Regions from separate parts of the Cricetulus griseus genome. Here region 2 is linked to region 1. The links are chromatin contacts, called in public Hi-C maps. All regions are on one chromosome and are shown on one strand. The core of a region is the stretch at or near the end of the contact, and the rest is flanking DNA. Distances in the headings are between cores, read along the strand shown.

Region 1 (5,280 bases), core at 1,160-3,659:
TTAATCAATCCCATTATCTGGAGTGCCTGAGCGAGGAGAGAGGAGGGGCCAGCCTTCCCTACAGGTGAGGGAAGGCAGCATGGCTCCTTTCACACCAGCAGATCTCAGGCCAGAGGTGAGGCCAAGGGCTCAGTCAGGACTTATACTATACTCCCAAGATCCACTTCACAGGCGGCTCCCAGTGTCCTCCAGTGCTCATGGTCCAACATCCTGAGTAAGACAGCATGTTGATTTTCAGGTGTGTGATATCACTTAGAGATGGCAACCTTTTATACCTATAATTGCTTTCCCATCACTACCAAAGGCTTTGCTTTCTCACCCGTGAACCAAGCCTAAAAAGCATCAGGGGCCAAATGGTAACTATGCTGAAAACATGATTTTTGTTAATTTAGCGTCTCTGTTAAAGTCATATTCACACATGCACACACTGCTCATATCTTAAGGGCTGGGTGGAATTAGTCAAGCCCTTATGTGTTTAAGATACCATTTTACACTATCTTAATAGTTACTGCCACTCCCAAGAAACTAGCCAAACATGTGGATTTGGAAGCTGGGAGTGCAAGTGGACAGGAGAACATTAATAAGCTGGTTAGTCCTGGTTACCGGGATTCTGTGACTGCCCTCAGCACCCAAAAATTGTTTTCCCCAAGTTCAGGAGAGGGGTTGCCCTAGGTTTGACTGGGAAATGAAATGGTGTAGACACAGCATACACTGCTACTGGAAGCTATTTTTAACAGCTGCACCCAGGCATACCGCATGCCTATTTATTTACTACTTTCACTTGAAAGAAATCAGCTTAGTTCAGAAACACCACATGCAATAGGACATCAGCCCCACCACTTCTAAGCTGGAATAGAAGATACAGCAGGGTTGCAGTTGCTCAAGGCTCAGTCAAACAGGATAATGAGATCCGGACATGTCCTTGAGGGAGGGCTCCATCAAGCCAACTGAGCGACCACCCCAGACTTGAAGCTAAGAAAAGAAACCATTCATGCCCATGGGTAATATGTTCAGCATGTTATCAGCTTTAGGAGCAGTTTTACAGCAAAAACAAATGGGCAGCCCAGAGCAGCCACTGCCTGCATGAGCACAGCACTCACAATGTACAACTACTATCAATAATTACTTTTTTGCTTTGTGTGGTCAATCTTTTTAGCTTCTGCTTCCCTTTAACAGTATCCTAATTTCTTCCTGAGAGCAAGTAGAAACAAACATATGTGCACACAGGAACCTGCAAGTCAGACAAGGCTTCAGTGTCCCTCAGAAACCTATTTCTGCCTCTTAGAAATTATCTGGCTTTTTACTCCTATTGCACAGGTAACAACATTGAGGTCCAGAGGGCTCACCCAAGGTCATGTCCTACTGACACACTGAGATTCTCCCAAGGACTCAAGAGGCCCCTGGCCTGGGCCCACAGCTGTGTGCTGCTGCACTGGACTGGGCATAGAGGTGTCTTGAATACTAAGTTTATTTGGGGGTGGGGGTGGGGGTCATCTGGTTCATCAAAGGGCACCACAAAGGTTGTTCTAATAACTCATGGGCATCCGCTGAAACCTTATTTGGGAAGTATCCAACGACCGAAAAGCAGAAGCCATGTCCACACACTATGCCTGGATGTGCTGTGTGGCTTTTTGGGCAGCTGCTGGCCCAGCCCCGGGAATCTCTTAAACGCTAGGGGGCCCAGACTTTCGCAGCATTGAGCAGGGAATGAGAGGGTGGGTGGGTGTGCGTGCTTCATGCGGTCCCATCCCAGTCTCCTCAGAACACCCTACACATACCGTTCACTCCGCGGCCCGCTCAACTTCCCCAAGACAAACGCACCGCAGTGTGAGGTGAATGAGGCACCGGGAGGGGCGGTTCTGGAGCCCGCGACGCAGGAAACCACGCTCAGTTCCTGCCCCACGGGGGCCCCGGACGCCACGAGGGGCCCCCAACTCTGGGCCGGGCCCCCTGGGCCGCAGCGGGGATAGAGGCCAGTTCGTCCCCGCCGCCTTCCTGGGTTCCCCGGCCGCCCGCCGCCACCTGCAAACACGCGCCCCTCTGCGGGCCGCGCGTGTGTCCGCGGGGGGCCTCGGCCGCCCGTGCCGCACTTCCCGCCCGGTCCCCGAGGCCAGCGAGCCGCCCCAACTTTTTCCCGGCCCGGCCTGGAAGGCGCGGCGGGGAGCGCAGAGCCGTCCCGCCCGCCAGCGCGCGCCACCCGCGGCGCCCCGGCCTCCCGCACCGCGCACCGAAGCCCCGCTCGGAGCCGCGCGGTCCCCGCAGCCCCCGCGCCCACCTGCCGCCGCCGCGCACGGCCGGGTACGTGGCAGGGGCCGCCGCTCGCCCGCCTCGCCTCTGCTCGCGCCTCGCGGGCGGCTCCAGGGCGCGGGACCGCGGCGCCAGGCGCCCTCTGCCGCCGGGAAGCCGAATCCTGCGCCCTAACCCTAACGCGGGCCGGGCCACGCGGCACCCTGCACCCCGCGGGCGCCCCGCAGGCCTGAATGCCTGGCCCGCCGCCAGATGCAGACGCACGCGTGGCTGGCTGGCAGGCCCAGCGGAGGCGGCCAAGCCTGACGCACCCTGAGTCTAGGAACCAGTGAAGGGGAGGCGGGGGTCTGTCTTGCAAAAGCGAAGTGCTTTATTGCATGGTCAACTGCCAACAGGCCAGGTACACCCAGACGCACCTCCGCCATTGTTGAGGAAGAAGGGAAGGTTTAGGGGGTTGGGAGTATGTTCTACATGGAGAGTTGAGCTTGTCCTGCCAAGCGGTCTGTGAACAGAGGCGCTGGATTCCTCGCGTGGCCACCCTTGCGGAACTGTGTTCAGGTGGTCCTTGGGTACATTCAAGAAGCTGCACAGTTTTATATCTGGTGCAGGTCAGTGCCTGATGGCGGAAGTTTGTCCTGTGTTTGTGCCTGGGGTTTATGAGGAAGCAAAATAAAAACACAGATCTTCCCCTGCCATCCAAGTAGATTTTCACAAGGGGATGCTCCGATGAGCGTTTGTTTCTTGTAAATTATACATGTGCCCACATGTTCAGCTTATAAACAAAATGGGATTTCTTGCTCCTTATCTCATCAGTATTAAAGCCCCACAAGGCCCTAAGCTAAATGTTACTAAGGACGTGTGGACAAACACACAGTGGTTTAAATCAACCACTTAAAAGTTGAACCATCTCAGGAAAGCTAATCTCCTTTTCCCAAAAAAGAACTTATCTATATCATGAAACCTACTTTCTAGTGTTGTGGTTTGAAGATCCACAGAGATCATGCCTCCCGCTTAGTATAGCCGTGGTGCTTATTTGTTCTATTACTGGTCTATCAAAGGATGGACACACATAGGAATAAGAAAGCTACTTTGGGGTCTAAGGTGATTCAGTGAAGTACCAGCCACCCAAGCATTAGGGTCAAGTTCTGGTCCTTGCACCCCATAAATGCTGGGGATAATGTTCTCTCCTCTCTTTCTGTCTCTCTGTGTGTGTGTGTTCTCTCCTCTCTCTCTCTCTCTCTCTCTCTCTCTCTCTCTCTCTCTCTCTCCCTCCCTCCTCCCTCCCCCCTCCCTCCCTCCTCTCTCTCTCTCTCTCTCTCTCTCTCTCTTTCTCTCTCTCCCCCTAAAAGGCTGAGCTCTTAGGTTCCATGAGAGACCCTTTCACAAAAAGCAAGTCTCAACCATAGAGGAAAGACCACTGGTGTTGACCTTTGACCTCCACATGTACTTGCAGACACACAGGGACACAGGCAGAAAATAAAGGCCATTTTATGGTTAATTTTTATTTACATGTATGTATGTGTTCTCCGAGGAGGCCAGAAGAGGGCACCAGATCATCCCCTGGAGTTTCAGTTACAGGAGGTTCTGAGCCATTTTGAAGGTGCTGGAACTAAAACTTGAGTCCCCTGGAGAACAGCAAGTGCTCTTAACTTTTGTGCTATCTCTTTAGCCCCTAAAAAGACTATATTTTTTTCTTTTGAGAACATCTTTGCATTGTTTTGTTATTGTTGTTTGTTTTGTTTTGTTGGTTTATTTGTTTGTTTGTTTGTTTTTTCTTTTTTTTCCAAAACAGGGTTTCTCTGTGCAGCCTTAGCTGTCCTGGGACTCTCACTGTAGACCAGGCGGGTCACTATCTCTGCCTCCTTGGTGCTGGAATTAAAGGTGTGTCACCACCACTTTAAGGACTTCCTTAAAGCCCAGGGCGGTGGCTCTGTCACCTGACTAGCAAAGACAACCCTGGGAGCAAGGCCACTCTTATGTGGTAACACATTTATTAGTTTATTAAGAGCTGTGGCTCTTGCACAAGATTTCTCCAGAGCTTCCATGACCAGTCCTTTAAGAAGGAATGACAGAAAAACCCTGTCTTGAAAAACAAAAACAAAAAAGAAGGAATGACCAGTCTATAAGTCAATCTCTAGAGCACACAGGTGTTTCATAAAAAACGTTATCAGTGTAGTTACCAAGCATTGTAAGCATTACAGCAGGTAGGATAGGAAGGGATTCTGGCACTCAGGAGCCACAGAATACTGGGTGTTACAGCTGAGACGGGAAACAGTAAGCATAGCAGCTTACAGCCCTGCTCCAGGGAAAGGCTTCCCCAGTGTAACAGCTCTGCTCCAGCAGGGGAGGGCTTCCCTGTAGAAGTTGTTACAGTTCAGCGCAGGTCCTGTGAGGTGTGGAGTGAAACATAAAAGCGCCACTTTGCTAGGGGAAGGTTTACCCCCAAAAGTGTTACAGCCCTGCTCTGCTCCTCCCAGGCTCCCTCCCTGCTCCAGAGAGATCTATTGGGAGAAAAGAGTCCAGGAGAGTGGCTGACTCTGCCAGGGTGGAAAGAGCGCCAAACAGGCACAGAGCTTTTATAGGGCTTCTTAGGGGCAGAGTTTTCTGGGGAGAAGATTTCCAGGGTGGGGATTGGTCAGATTTCAGTCCCTGAGTCCCTTGTGTCAAGGACTGGTTGGTTTTCTGCTCAGATTCAGGGTAAGATTTGGCTCTGGTTTCAGGGCCAAAGTGTGTTTCTTTCACTGGGTCTTTTTAACCTGTTGGCTCTAATTTCAGGGTCAGGGTGCATTTCTTTGGCTCTGGTTGTAGGGCCAAAGTGTGTTTCTTTTGGCTCTGCTCAGGTGTGTTTCTTTGGATGGCCCTTTTTCCCTACAAGCATATTGGATGCATCTATTTAGTGTTGTGGGTCAGAGAAACAATCGTATGAGGTAAAAAATTCTTGTCCTCAAGTTTGGTTCTGGCAGGCCTCCATCTAGGACAGAAGGAATGACATGCAGTTCTATATGAAGTCAGTAAGCTTCAAGGTCCAGTCTG
Region 2 (5,248 bases), core at 252-2,751, 180 kb before region 1:
TGCAAGTGGCCAATGCTGATCTCCACTCTAGACAAGAAAAATGCAGAGCTAGGCCAGTTATACGTGTCTACATATATTAGTTTCCGTTTCTTTGAAATGATTATTTCAATCTGTCACTTGTCACTCTAGGCTACTATTAAAGTCTTCCTCTTTCATTTATTCTATGTGTATGAGTATTTGCCTGAATATATGTATGCATACAACGTGTGTGTGTGGTACCCTCAGAAGTCTAAAGAAGGCTTTGGATCCGCTGGAGCTGGAGATACAGCTGGTTGTGAGCTGACACATGGGTGCTGAGAACTGAACCCGGGTCCTCTGCAAGACCAAGTCCTTTAACAGTTGAGCCTTCAATCTAGCCCCCAAAAAGTCCTTTCCTAATCCCTCATTCTAGAAAATATACCTCCTTAATTTTCACAACAGGAAGCTCCCTTTCTGGAAATCTAAACTTACTTGATGGATCCTCAAATCCACAAAAAGTACTTTGTAAGTTACTACACCCACGTTACTTCCAACACAGTATTCCTGTGCCTCCCTTTGCTTTTATGCTGGAGTGTGCACCCTTGCAGATACATGGAGTTTAGGGGTAGTGTGTGACATGTATACAGATCTGGCATGCACCACAGGACATGCCTTGATTTCAACAGTCCCAACAGATAGGTCTGGCTATTGATATTTATTTTGTAGATGACAAACAGAAAGTTCAGAGAGGTAAGCCACCATTGGGGTCAAGTATCAGAAGTCAGAATGACTGGATTACAGTCCAAGTTTTCTAGGTGCTGGCTCCCTGGGGGGCCCAGCAGTGGACAGGGCTGACCAAAAGACCTGTGAGGAGGGGCTCAGTGAAAGAGCTCCTCATTTTCTCCTGGGAGTGATAACCAGGATGTACCAGAATGCAAAGTCCCTGAAGGGGAGAGGACACTGAAGAGGGAGTATTAGCCTCCGCTTAAGGCTGCTGAGCCTTCCTGTGATCAGTGGGAGGAATGGGCCAGTGGGAGTCCAAGAGAAGTCAGCCAGGGGAGAAATGCAACGTGACACCTTTGTATGTCCGCTTTTCTAACCTGTAGTGTGTGTGCACATCCACCAGGAGACTCTCTGTCCTTGCCTTGTAATGAGGCTGGGAGAGCCTGAGGAAGGGCCCCTGGGTGGTGGGCGGGCCTTGGTTTTCCACAGAGTCATTTCTGTCTTCAGCAGGAAGCCACGATTCCAAGCAGTTATGGGTCACAAGGGTCCTAATCCTGACAGTAGCCAGACTGTCCTCATGGTGGCAGTGCAGCCTTAACTAACAGGCCTGCAAGCAGCTGAAAGTGGCCCTGCTGAAGTAAATCCCAGGCCAGACTGGGCCTGCTGCTGGTGAACTCTGGTGTTTCTGCAGGACTCTTCTCCCTCTTCAGTCAGTTACTCATCTGTTTCTGTGCCATTTTAAAACCCACGTACAGGGGGATGCGAAGACTTATCTTTGCTTTTAATAATCTACATTCTGCCCCAACACCGGGGATCTAAATGCTGAGTGAGAGATGTGTCACTGTGGTTGGTGCTGGCCACAGCAGTGGTGGGGGTGAGGGACATGTCAGACAGGATGAAGTCCTTCACATCACATCTTAAACATGTTTTCAATCTGAAATGCCAGCTCTGGCCCCAGGCTGTGTGGCCCTGTTCTGGGACTCCTCAGATCCCTGTATTTCTCTGTTGTGTTGTTGTGTTGTTATTCCTTTATTGGCTTTTTTTTTTTTTTTTTTTTTTTTTTTTTTTTTTTTTTTTTGGTTTTGGAGTCTATCCTGGCACTCGCTCTGGAGACCAGGCTGACCTCGAACTCACAGAGATCTGCCTGCCTCTGCCTCCCGAGTGCTGGGATTAAAGGTGCGCGCCACCAACACCCGGACCCTTTATTGGCTTTTTTCTTTCCTGTTGCATGTAACAAGCTACTCAAGCAGCAGGTGCTTCTGTCCAGTCCCTCATCACATCCCCAGCATCCATCGTTAAAGTCTGGCTTACCACAGGAGATTGGTGAATGCTGCAGAATGAGGGAGAATGGGGGTTTGCATGACGTCTCCACACAAACACAAAACAGATTATGTCCGCATTTTTCTAAACCAAAGAAAAACCTCTGTTTCCCAAGATTAGTTGTTATCATCTACCCTCAGCTCTAAATCTCCTTTCATTCTTAGGGGCCATGCCACGACAGTAGGCACATCTGGGCGAGTGGTAAGGAGAGGCCCACAGCCCTTCCCCCTTCCCACTGTCTCCTGTACACCGGGCTGGACTCTGGTCTTTTGACTGCCAGACTATAGCAGCACCTGTCACCAGCATCCCATCTCACACCTGCCCACTTACTGCACTGCTCACAAGGAGCACCTCAGTGCTAAGTGAGGCCAAACACACAAGTACCCTGCCCTCCTACAAGTGGGTCCCTCCTGGCTTAGTAGATCTCAGCACCCAAGCACCTCTGTGGTGCTTGTATGGGAAAGGGGGGGGGATATTTCCTAATGAACACTGATTGATTAGCAGCTTCAGAGAAAAAAGCTTCAATTAAGTCTCACAAGCTCTTCCTCTCACTTAATAAATGGATATGTGTCTTTTCAGAGCAAGTTTTCCAAGGTATCTGATTGTTTCTGTCTTCAGGAAACTAAACTGAAAGTCAATATGAATCTGTTATTTAGAAACCCAGAACTTATTTTGAGTCTCAGAAAATGGTCATATACCACATAATGACATTTTAATCCACAGCAACCAATGGATTGTGTTCCCTAGCCATTATAATGGAGCTGTCCTTGGGATTTTCATTCTACTTTCTATAAGCTGTCTGCTGGAGTGCAGTAGGTGCCACCTCAGAGACCAGGGGTGCAGTGAGCACCATCTCAGAGACCAGGGGTGCAATGGACTTTACCTCAGAGATCAGTGGGCAGTGAACTTCACCTCAGAGACCAGGGGTGCAGTGGACTTTACCTCAGAGGCCAGGGGTACAGTAGACTTTATCTCATTTTATTAGGGGTGCAGCGGACTTTACTTTAGAGACCAGAGGTTCAGTGGACTTTACCTTAGAGACCAGGGGTGCAGTGGACTTTACCTCATTTTACCCCAGGGTGCAGTAAGATCCACATCAAGAACCAGGAAGTGGACTCTACCACAGAGACCAGATGTGTCATGTCAGGGGCTCTCTCATATAAGTGCCCTTCATGATGCTACCACAACTAAAATGTAGACAATTTGCATCTTACAGTGGATCTCAAAGGCTGTGCTCACATCCTGTGAGACTTAATGGAGGGCTTGTCTTTGAGGTCTCCTTGGGAATGGGAGGACTATACAAATGTAGAGGATAGTTATCACCAACTGGTGAATTCTGTATTTCTCGGCCAGAGAGATGACATGACAAATAACTTATGAGGGTTATTTCTATTCTCTCATGATAGCCTTTTAGCTAAAAAAGTCATCTTGTAGCTCTCTGTTAGTCTACAAAGTATTGCTGTCTTTAAGAGGCAACCATGCAGCAGTTACCACATCTTTCTCTTTCATCCTTGCCTCAAATTCAATTCTGAGGTTTTAAAGTGTTTGACCTGAAGCCAGTCATTAAGGCAGTAGACAAAGAGGCATCATCGTCTCTTCATTCTCAAATTCCATGATTTATGATGGAATTTAAGTATGATAAGAGCAAATGTCTGCTTCTGCCTCTTTTTAGTCTCTCATTTGGATACCATTTATTTGGCACCTACTCTATACATGTGTCAGTCTCAATATTTCTTATGTTAATAATTGACCACCAGAAAAATGAAAGTACTGTTGTGGTAACACCTGGTATTTGATACTTTCAACACAGACCTCTCCCACTCTCTCCACAGAACACCCCCAACACCCTAAATTCATTTTTCAGAGACCCAATCACAGGCTGTGGAGATGGCTCAGTAGCCACAGCAAGCACTGGGACTGAGCTGCAGATTCCTAGAATCAATGTAAAACTGGGCTTAGCTGTAGTCCCCGTGCTTGGGGAGTAGAGACAGGTAGACTCTAAGAATGTAAAGAGGCTGTGCCAGACAGTGGTGGCACATGCACCTCCGGCACTCAGGAGGCAGAGGCAGGCAGAGCTCTGTGAGTTTGAGGCCAACCTGGTCTATAAAGTGAGTTCCAGGACAGCCAGAACTACACAGAAAATCCCTGTCTCGAAAAAAGAAACAAGAAGAGTGGGGAGGGGGGAGGGGAGAAACTTGTGGTGTCCAGGAATCCACTGGTCAGCCAGCCCAGGTGAATCAGTGAGCTTTGGGCTCAGAGAAAGACCCTGTCTCAAGAAATAAGATGGGGAGCCATAGAAGAAGACATCCCAATGCCAACCCCTGGTACACACATGTGTACACACACACACACACACACACACACACACACACACACACACACACACAGAGAGAGAGAGAGAGAGAGAGAGAGAGAGAGAGAGAGATTGAGCCCCAATCATTCGCTAATTCCCCCTTTCTTTGTTTCTCTGTTTTCTCTCCGTTTCCTTGAATGCCTTAGGGAGAATGTGTCTCCACCTCTGTGTCAAGTTCTCAGCTCCTCCACGGCCTGTTTGCTTGATAGGCTTAGAGGAAAAGGTTCTGGAAATCTGAGATAAAACAGTGAGAAACAGCACTGAGATAAAGGCAATAGAATGAAATCTCAGCGTGAGACGGAATAGAAATGTTGATCTCATGAACAGCCTGCTCTGCTGTAGCAGGAGAAACAGCCAGGTGTGAATGCGTAAGGTGGATGCAAGCATTGAGGCTTCATCACTGCCACTCAGACTCTGAACATGCCAAGGAACAGTTTCATTTTAATAATGAAACTGTTGGCAACACAGGAGGCTTTTGTTCTGTGCCCAGCATGCTTTGCTTCCTGTGTATTAAGACTTATCTCTTTTACCTGCTGCTTCTCCAGAAATCTGCCTGGATTTGGTTCCCTGTTTTTCTATCCTATTCCCCATCCCCATCCTATGAAAGGTGCCATGGAAGGGGTGACAGGGATAGCTACTCAGGGGACAAACCCTCCCAACCCTTGTGTGACCCCCGGAAATTCTAAAATCTACACTACTTTTATTTCATTTTGAATTTTCCTGTAAATGGGACCACAAGCTGTGGATTTTTCATGTGGATACAACATTTCTAGGTTAATGATTGATATGGGAGGGCCCAGCCAACTGCAGGAGGTCCTATTGGGGGAGGTAGTACTGGGATGTATACAAAGGCAGACTGAGCAAACCAGTAAACAGCATTCCCCCATGGCTACC

The links. Hi-C and Micro-C count contacts between places; a contact is called where the count stands out from the background.
Region 2: a contact with region 1 is called in a Hi-C map of the CHO-K1 cell line, with 9 times the contacts expected there. The contact joins the enhancer-like site here to the promoter of Smco4 in region 1. A contact is called at or near these places in 6 of 8 Hi-C or Micro-C datasets (the CHK-Q cell line, the CHL-YN cell line, the CHO-K1 cell line and 2 more).

What each region holds. Positions count from the first base shown.
Region 1 is chr4:128,980,500-128,985,779 of CriGri-PICRH-1.0, reverse strand. It overlaps Smco4 (single-pass membrane and coiled-coil domain-containing protein 4), which reads right to left and starts at 2,409. Exons shown (of 3, transcript XM_027410873.2): 1 at 2,276-2,409.
Region 2 is chr4:129,156,619-129,161,866 of CriGri-PICRH-1.0, reverse strand. No RefSeq gene overlaps it. Among named protein-coding and RNA genes, the nearest start is that of Slc36a4, 22 kb to the left of the region's middle. Within about 2 kb of position 1,501, at least 1 of the 6 cell types and tissues checked has open chromatin away from gene starts, as enhancers often do. A contact at or near this core is called in the CHO-K1 cell line, where this site is marked.